Linked DNA regions of Rattus norvegicus: region 2 is linked to region 1. Evidence: chromatin contacts called from public Hi-C data. All regions are on one chromosome and are shown on one strand. The core of a region is the stretch at or near the end of the contact, and the rest is flanking DNA. Distances in the headings are between cores, read along the strand shown. Region 1 overlaps Tmem154 (transmembrane protein 154). Region 2 holds the start of Fbxw7 (F-box and WD repeat domain containing 7).

Region 1 (4,211 bases), core at 1,232-3,731:
AGTGACTGAGATGTGGCTGAGTGCAAGTCTACGAGTCGTGCAAGGATCTCCCATGAGGCCTGTGGACTTCCTTGTGTTTTCTTAGCAGGTGAGAAACAAGCTTAACGAGTCCCTGGGATGGTGTGGCTATGAAACGCCTGCTTTGTTTGGCCTGTTTTCTGTAACCCAACCGTCCTTGAGGAAAGTTCCAGATGACTAGAGTTGACCTGAGAGGACATGAACAGTGAGAAAATATCCAAACCTGGTGGGCAGTAAGGCGACCTGGACCCAGAAGACCAGCTTCCTGATTCAAACCCTCAGAATGAAGCAGACCAGAGCTGTGATCTTAGGGTGACCAGAATGAGCGAGGAGGAGGCAGTGGGGAGGGACACCCACAGGTCCGAAGCCAGCACCACACAGGGCTCTTTCTTCATCATGCGTGGGCTGGCGGGCAGCCAGGCCTTTCCAAGACTTCAGTACCTCATTCTTCCAAGTCCAGGGGATGCCATCATCTGAAGAGGGGATGGTGGAAGAAACACTAAAAGGTTCTTGTGTCTACACTGATTTGAAATTAATTAAACTTGTCTCCTCTTCATCCTTCTCTGGTGGGCCCTGCAGGTGCCCTCGGGGAGTATGCTCTTGGGAAACGTCAACGCCACTTGGACTTAGGATTCATTATCACTGAAAAAGAAAGAAATACAGAACAGACCAATAGCACAAGAGGCAAGGGAGAGCTGAACCCTGGATTGCAGAGGTGACTCGAGATTCTAAACAATCAGAAAGCCAGCACTGTTTAGCTTGCGGTTTCCCACACAAGGCACAGTTTGGATTTAATATTCAATTCTTGAGGAGGAAATCCATGGATACCAAGAGACAATTTCTAGCTCTCCAAAATCCTTCCCCCATGACAGGGAGAGAACCAGATGGAGTTGGGGATTCCCGCCTTTAATTAAATCTAATCTCATTCCCTATGGATAGATGCCAGAAGTCTCTTTTTAAAATGTGTTATTTCCTTCAAGAGTTTGTGGCCCTGACTTATTTGCAATGGTGCCTCTTGTTCAAGCACACAGAGGGGCTAGGGAGTGTTCTCTGTCCCATCGGACATCTTGGTATGAATGACTATAAATTAGACACCTGATATTTGAACATAGCCACGGTGTCAGCTAATTTGTGCTTTTTTTTTTGTTTGTTTGCTTAATTCAAGTTTGGCTATCTTGGTCCAATATTTGATTTTGCGGCTTTTGCGCAGTGTGCCGGGGGCTTCTTGTGTCACCCTAGAGAGCAGCTGGGGCCCCTGATTCTTTCTTCCTGCTTCTTCTCTAGGTTTGGAGTCCTTTCTATTAAAACTCTAGCAGAGCTCTATTGGCAGCCAACTCTGTCTCCAAGGAAGGTCATGAGTAACCACAGTGAGCGGATGTGTTCTCTCCTCGGCTCCTGGATGTGTGCAGTCTACAGCAGTCTCCTGACTCACTCAACAGATGCTCAGCGAAGCATTGTGCGTTATCGATGGTACAAACATACCTGTAGTCCCAGCAACTACAGCCAGGAAAACAGTGTCTCAGAAAAACAAACAAAACAAGCCCCGAGAGAGATAGATCAGTTAGATAGATGTGTCCTTGACAGGGGAAAGAAGTAACTGCGAGTGTGTGTGTGTGTGTGTGTGTGTGTGTGTGTGTGTGTGTGTGTGTGTTTGCGTGCACACGTGTGCCCATGGGTGGATGCTGTGGGGACAAGGAACACATGAAAAGGGGAAGGAGGGCAGAACTGTATCCAAGGCAGGGGAATAAACAAAGAAATAGCCTCTATAGCAAAACTCATTAAATGTGGACAACGGATGGGAATTATAGTTTTAGTTTTCGGTTTGGTTTCTTATTTGTTTGGTTGCTTGCTTGCTTTTTGCTCTGGGAGGAAACTCAGTGACAGCAAGCTTGCTTACCGCATGTACTCTCAAGGCCCTTGATTTGATCACCAACATACCACACACTAAAGAAGGAATATTCCTAAGACTTACTAACAAACCTTTAACTATGAAACTCTGAAAAACTCATAGTGGGGAGTGATGGCTTCATTCCTTGGAAACTGGGTGACACCAAGATAGTGTTGCAAAGGGGCCAGGGCCATCTCTAAAGAACAGAAGTCCCCAGACTGCATGGTCTCCTTGTATGGCCTTAGCTAGCAAGACCCTCTCTTTTGTCTACAACACTGAGCTCTGACCACTGGTTGTAACAGAAATAGTATTCAAAATTATTGTAAAACCAGTCAGCGTTCATTGTACAGGGTCCTGGATTCTTCTCCGGCAAGCCTTCCCCTCCCCCCAACAAAACAAAACTCCCCCAGAGAAAGGCAGTTAAGGTCCAAGACATTAACCGTAGCTAATTCCTTGGCATTTTCTCTCCTAAATGGTTTTCTGTTCTAAAGATATGTTCTCTTTTGTTCAGAAACAGGATCTTTGCTCTGTCATCTGTTAGTCCACTTCTGGTCACACAGGGTGGGGCATGACTCAGCGGTAGAGCTCTTCCTAGAACATGCAAGGTCATGGGTTTAATTCCCAGCACTGCAACATACAGACTAGAACCTCCCTCCATTTCCCCCCCTCCCTTTTAGTAGCTATCTAGTGACCTGTTAACCCATTAGATATTGAAAAACTGAGGCTTAGGAATGTAAGTCAGTAGTACGGTGCTTGCCTGAAGCTCTAAATTCAATCCCCAGTTCTGAAGAAAAAAAGAAAGAAAGAGAAAAAGAAAGAGGAGGGGGGCCCACAAAACAACAATAAAACCTAACCAATACTTTTCATAATTAACTCTTCAGGCTACTCCTAATTTTTAACTTTTATGAACAGTCCCAAGAAGTCCCTTTGCATACGTCTTTACAAGAGGAATTGGGTCAAGAACATGCAGCTTTAAAGCATTTAAGCCTACTGTTAAATGGTCCTTCTAGGTAAGAACGCTAGTAGACTTTACCTAAGCTTTCATCTGCTGTTTTTTTGCTAAGAAGAATATTCTCTTTTCCCCAAACATTAATTGATAACTTCAATTTCTTTTGCTAAATTGACTACTGATAAACTTTGTTCATAATTAAAGTGGGTCAATTATCTTTTTATTTTATCTTTTTATTGGTTCAGGTAGTAAGAATTAATTTTGATTCATTATAGTACAAACCACGTCTCTGGTTTTTCTTTTTTGTTGTTGTTTTTTGATTTATTTATTTATTTATTTACTTATTTATTTTTGAGACAGGGACTCGCTCTGTAGCTGTTATGGAGCAGTCCCTTCTGACATTAAAACCTTCCATCTTGGAAAAAGGCAGTTAAGGTCCAAGACATTAAAGGGGAAGGGAGCCAACAGAATGTTCTAAGGGAAGGTGACACATCCCACCCCATAAGGAAGCTTATCAAGAAGGAAAGTTTACAAGGCTTCAGGAAGTTCCCAAAACTGATCAGAGTTGCTAGGTTCTTCCCTCCTCAGGCAAGTGTCAGTAGAAGGGCATTGAAAGGCACTCAGATGAGCCACACTGCCTGGAAGACACACTCTCCACCCTGAGCTGCCTGCAGGCTGTGGTGAGCTCTAGGTTCCCAGCTTTGTGAGCTGTCTCCATGCTGGGCTGGGCTTTGGTGATGCAGCTGCCTTCTAGTCATTTCTTCTCCCACAAGTAACTCAAATAAAACTCTTTGGTTCACCAGGCTGGACTTCTGGGGTATCCCCACTTTGACCTGACATCAATTCTTTATCTGGAAGAGGCAGATGCTGTTCACACATCCTAAGGATAGTGTCCCACAGCAGTAGCCCAGGCTGCCCTTGAACTTGTGTAATCCTCCTGCCTCTGCCTCTCAATTGTTAGGGTAGTAAGTATGTACTCCATGCCAGGCTTTTATTTGGACTTGCTTCTTTTTCAAATAGGGTCTTCTTCTGGACCCCAGATTATCCTTGATACTCCTGCTTCAGCCTCCCGGGTGCTGATTACAAGTTCGAGCTCTCACACCCACCTCTCCATTAACAATTCTTACCTGGTTTCAGTGGTACAATGTCAAATCTCTAATGTGTTTCCTGTGAGCCTCCCCGACTCCCTGCCCCAGCTCACAAATGCTCTCTCGGTTTAGGTCATCCTGGCTGTCTGGACAAAAAATTTTCCAAGTGGAAACGTCCAAGTGCACTGGGACTTGGAAGAGATGGGGCTGAATATGAAATGATAACTTCGAAGTCTTGTCTTTGACTTAGTGGCACGCACACTATGGC
Region 2 (4,160 bases), core at 1,117-3,616, 99 kb before region 1:
AAAAAAAAAAAAAAAAAAAAAAAAAAGTTGGAACAGATGATAGGAGAAATCAAACAAAGTCTATAAGAAATGTAAGATTAGCTCACAGTGTTTTAGCATTCCTCAAAGAAACTGTATCCTGAAAGATTGAGAAGGCAGGACAAAGAGAAGTAAATTGTTACATAGTGCAGAATAATAAACTTGAAGGTTCCTTACTTTAAGAAGAGGAGGGGAGAACATTGTGAAGTGTGAGAAACTTTCAAAGAAATTTAATCAAGATCCTAAATGGAGAGATTAGAATGGGTGGATAGATAAATGGATACTCCCAGGTTTCCATTCATTTCTACGGAGGATCTCTATTCTGCCCAAATTTAGTTGTCTGGGTGGACCGGCGTTCTCAGTCTTACACTGCCTATGTTCCTTGTTACACAAAATCCCACAGTACTTGCCTTAAGATGTTTAGTTTAACCTTACATAGTTGAAACATTACTTTTCTGTACCTCTAATTTAGCACTCAGTGTGCTAAGTGCTTTCTTAAAAGAGTACAAGTTTCTATGTTGACAAGTAGAGCCAAATAAGAAAAGCAGCATGCATGTCCTTTCAGTCCCTAGTAGAAATGTGTTATCACTTAAAATAGATGACGAGAGAGAGAGAGAGAGAGAGAGAGAGAGAGAGAGAGAGAAAGAGAGAGAGAGAGAGAAGTTGCAAGTGCTCTCCCTGAAATAAGTTTCAGCGAGTTGTGCATCCTAGGAACTCGGATTCTCCTGAGCCAAATGAAACATGCAAACAAGGACTCTACACATTGGAGTCTGTGGACTTATGAAATAAAGCGCTGGGGGCACCAAACCCCTCTTTGCACTAAAATCAAAATTGGTCTTCCTGACCAGGGCAACTTCAAAAACAATAGTTAGGAAAGGAAAAAAAATAAAATAAAATAAGAGTTGATTCAAGTGATTCCCACGTGGGAATCCATGGGAGTTTCCCTGAAACAAAAACCACTGCCAGAATCAGGTTGCCAGAAAAAGGTAGAGGACAGAGCTGTCCACACAGCTCCTCTAAGAAAAACGCCCGAGTACTTGCATTACTCCTGCAAACTGACGCTTTCTCCCGAAATTAGAAAGGAAAGGTCTCCACTGCCAACCCTCCCGAGAAACAGCCCAACTCCACCATCAAAGCACCCACCCGCTCCCACTTGTCACCTTATAATGTCCCCCCTCCTTCGGGTCCACTCACGCTTCAGAGACGAGCGGTGGCGCTGACAATGTGGCTGGCTCCCTTCCTCCTTCGGGCTGAGGCGGGCAGCTGCGGAAGGCTAGGCGCGGAACTAAGAAGCGGTGCTAGCGTCGCTCCACGGAGCAGCTACCCGGGTCTCTTCCGCGCTGCCGGGATAGAAGCTGAGGCGGCGGCGGCGGCAGCGGCAGCAGCCCCGCTCACCGCTTTTTCTCTTCCTGGGTCTCTGCAGGCTGTGGCTTCAGCCCGTCCTGGGCCACTTGTCCCGGGACAGTCACAATCAGAAAGCTCGAAGATTTTGTTTGGGTAAAGTTTCCTCTGGGCGGAGGCTGCAGCCGGCCCCCCGAGTCCCCCCCGGCCCCGCCGCCCTGGGGGGCTGGGGCGGGGAGGGGGCGCCGAGAACTCCTGGAGTCCCGCCGAGGAGCCGGGGTGCGGCGGCGGGCCCAAGGAGAAGCCCCCCAGAGGGGGTGAAGGGGAGGGGAGGGGAAGGAGAGGACAGCGGCGCCCGGGCCGCTCACCACGCCGCCGCGGCCGTTTCACATCGGGGTCCCCGCCCCCCCGGCCCGGAGGTGGCTCCTGGGCTGGGGGCCCCGGTTCATACACTCCGCTATGGGATGCTACGGCCCGGGTCGGCCGGTCTGGACGGCGGCAAGGCTGGGGACCCGGCGGGCTCGGATCGGCGCCGCCCCCGCTCCCGGCTCCCGCATGTGTCGCGGCGGCCGGGACCCCCTCCCTACACCTCGGGGGGTCCTTCGCCCCACACTCCGGGGCGAGGCAGAAAGCCCAGCCCCTCGCGGGCGTCCTCTCCCGGCTGAGCAGCTACGAGTCCCGACCGGCGGCAGCCGCCTCCCTGCCCCCCGGCCGCGGGCTCCGGCTCCGGCTCTGGCTCCGGCTCTGGCTGGGGCTCCCGCTTCGGCGTGTGCAGCAGCCGCTGCCGGCCGGGAAGGTAAGGGGGGGAGCAGACGGCGGCCACGGCTCCCGATGGCCCGGGCTGCGGCGAAGGTCTCGGCGGCGGCCAGTGCACGGGTGCCGGGTCTCTCGGATGCTCGCTCGCTCACTCACTCGCTCTCACCGGCGGCGGCGGCAGCGCCCGAAGCTCAGCTCGCTGTCTCTCTCGCTCTGTGCGGGGCTCTCGCCTCACTCCAGAGAGGGGCGGGAGGAGAGCGGCGCCCAGCGATGACGTAAGTCGCCTAGCAACCGCTCTCCTCTCCCTCCCTTCCCCTTCCACTCTGCGCCTTCCTTTGCTGGCCTTTTCTCCCCATCTCCAGCCACCCCGCCCTGGGAGGCTGTGGCGCGTTCTGATGACGCACAAAGGGAAAAGGAAGTCGAGATCTGGGAGCGGGTGGGTGCGCCTCGGGCCGCGGGACTGCTGCTGCTACCGCCGCCGCTGCCTCCGCCGCCGCCTCTACGGCCGCGTCAGAACTGAAGAGAGGAAGGGGAGGAGCCCAGGCGAGCCTAAGCTACCGCCTAATCTTACCCCTGACCCTAGGGCGCGGAGAGAGAGCTCCGTAGCCGTTCCCTCCGGGGCAGGTGCGAACTGCTCCTCTGGGAGTGAGGAGGAGGCCAGGGACCGGGCTAGGGCGCGCACCACCCGAAGGTGAGGCATTTGGTCCGGAGCAGATCTTCAAACAGAGAGACGGGTGGAAAAGTTAACCTACAGCCCAGAGGTTGCACCTGCTCCCCGGAGCGAGCCACCCCACCCTTCCCGTGGCGTGGGGTGAAACCTGGCGCTGCATTCTGTGTAGTGAGTGAGTGAGTGAGTGAGTGAGTGAGTGTGTGTGTGTGTGTGTGTGTGTGTGTGTGTGTGTGTATAAGTGTATACAAGCCTGCCTCTAGCACAGCCTTAGCGGAACTCCGAGGTGATGGTGGAAGCGCAAGCGTTTTGTAAATTGAAGTGTAGAAACGTGAGAGTTGTAATACATCTCCCTCCTCACCCCCACCCGCCACATGCAATGAAAGGAAAGAGATGAGAGGCTGTTTGTTGAGAGTCGCAACTTCAGGCTTTTGTGGGAAAGGAGGCGAAATTACTAGGGTTGGAAAACAGCCTCCCTTTTAAGAGTCATTCTTGTTTGTCGTTTAGATTTGGGGGAACTTTTTAGAGAGCTGATTTTGTTCATCAGAGTGCCCCTTACCGTCTTCAAAACATTTTGGCGACTCTCAAGTCTCAATACCTCTCCTCTCTCCCTTCCTCCCTCCCTCTCCCACTGTGTGTGTTAGCGGCCGGGGGTGGGGGGGTAGAGGTATGTTATTAATAAATCTATTAAGCCGTTTGTCTTACAGATTCTGGTCTGGGAAATAAGTTTAAGAAAAAACTCATGAAATTTAAGCTATGGTCCTCTAGTAAAAGAATTTTCGAGATAAAGAACCACAGTGTTCAGAAATCTGTCTTGAACCTACCCTTCTTAGCGGTCTGACAGTGAGATTAAAGCAGCAGCTAAGATGAAGGGAAACCGTTGTGTGGCTGGACCTGCCTGCACCCCGTCCCTCTGGAAGCAACAGTGATGGGAGATTGGGCCAAACACACTCTGCACACATTTAAGAAGCAAGCCTAGGTTTATGCCACTGCTGTACCACCTCATGCAACATAGATCAAGAAAATGTCTATGTTGATAAATCAAGGGTTCATTTTTTTGTTCAGAGATGACAAAAGCCAAAAAAAAAAAAAAAAAGTGAGTAAAGGAGAGAGGAGGAGGCCACAAAAGCAAGAAGAGGCAAGTTGCACCAGACCCTCTGTACTCTACCTGAAATCCCAGGCGTCAAACAACTTGCCCTAATTACCCTGGATTTAAGTGTCTACAAACATGATCCATTCGCAGGCTGTATTCCAGTAAGATTCACAGGGAATCAGATCAATTCAACAATAGCCCAACATAGCTGCAACATAATCCTTTTGTTGAACTCTCCTCCTTACAGCAGAAATTAAATAAAATACAGGTGCAGAGGAGTTTGGG

What was found. Hi-C and Micro-C count contacts between places; a contact is called where the count stands out from the background.
Region 2: a contact with region 1 is called in a Hi-C map of Schwann cells, with 2.1 times the contacts expected there. The contact joins the promoter of Fbxw7 here to the enhancer-like site in region 1. A contact is called at or near these places in 2 of 12 Hi-C or Micro-C datasets (Schwann cells and liver).

The regions. Positions count from the first base shown.
Region 1 is chr2:172,346,906-172,351,116 of GRCr8, reverse strand. Tmem154 (transmembrane protein 154) reads right to left here. Exons shown (of 7, transcript NM_001401895.2): 7 at 1-660. The coding sequence ends at 645. Among named protein-coding and RNA genes, the nearest start is that of Tmem154, 36 kb to the right of the region's middle. Within about 2 kb of position 2,481, at least 1 of the 93 cell types and tissues checked has an H3K27ac peak or open chromatin away from gene starts, as enhancers often do. A contact at or near this core is called in Schwann cells, where this site is marked.
Region 2 is chr2:172,445,944-172,450,103 of GRCr8, reverse strand. It overlaps Fbxw7 (F-box and WD repeat domain containing 7), which reads right to left and starts at 2,366. Exons shown (of 14, transcript NM_001419528.1): 1 at 1,213-2,366.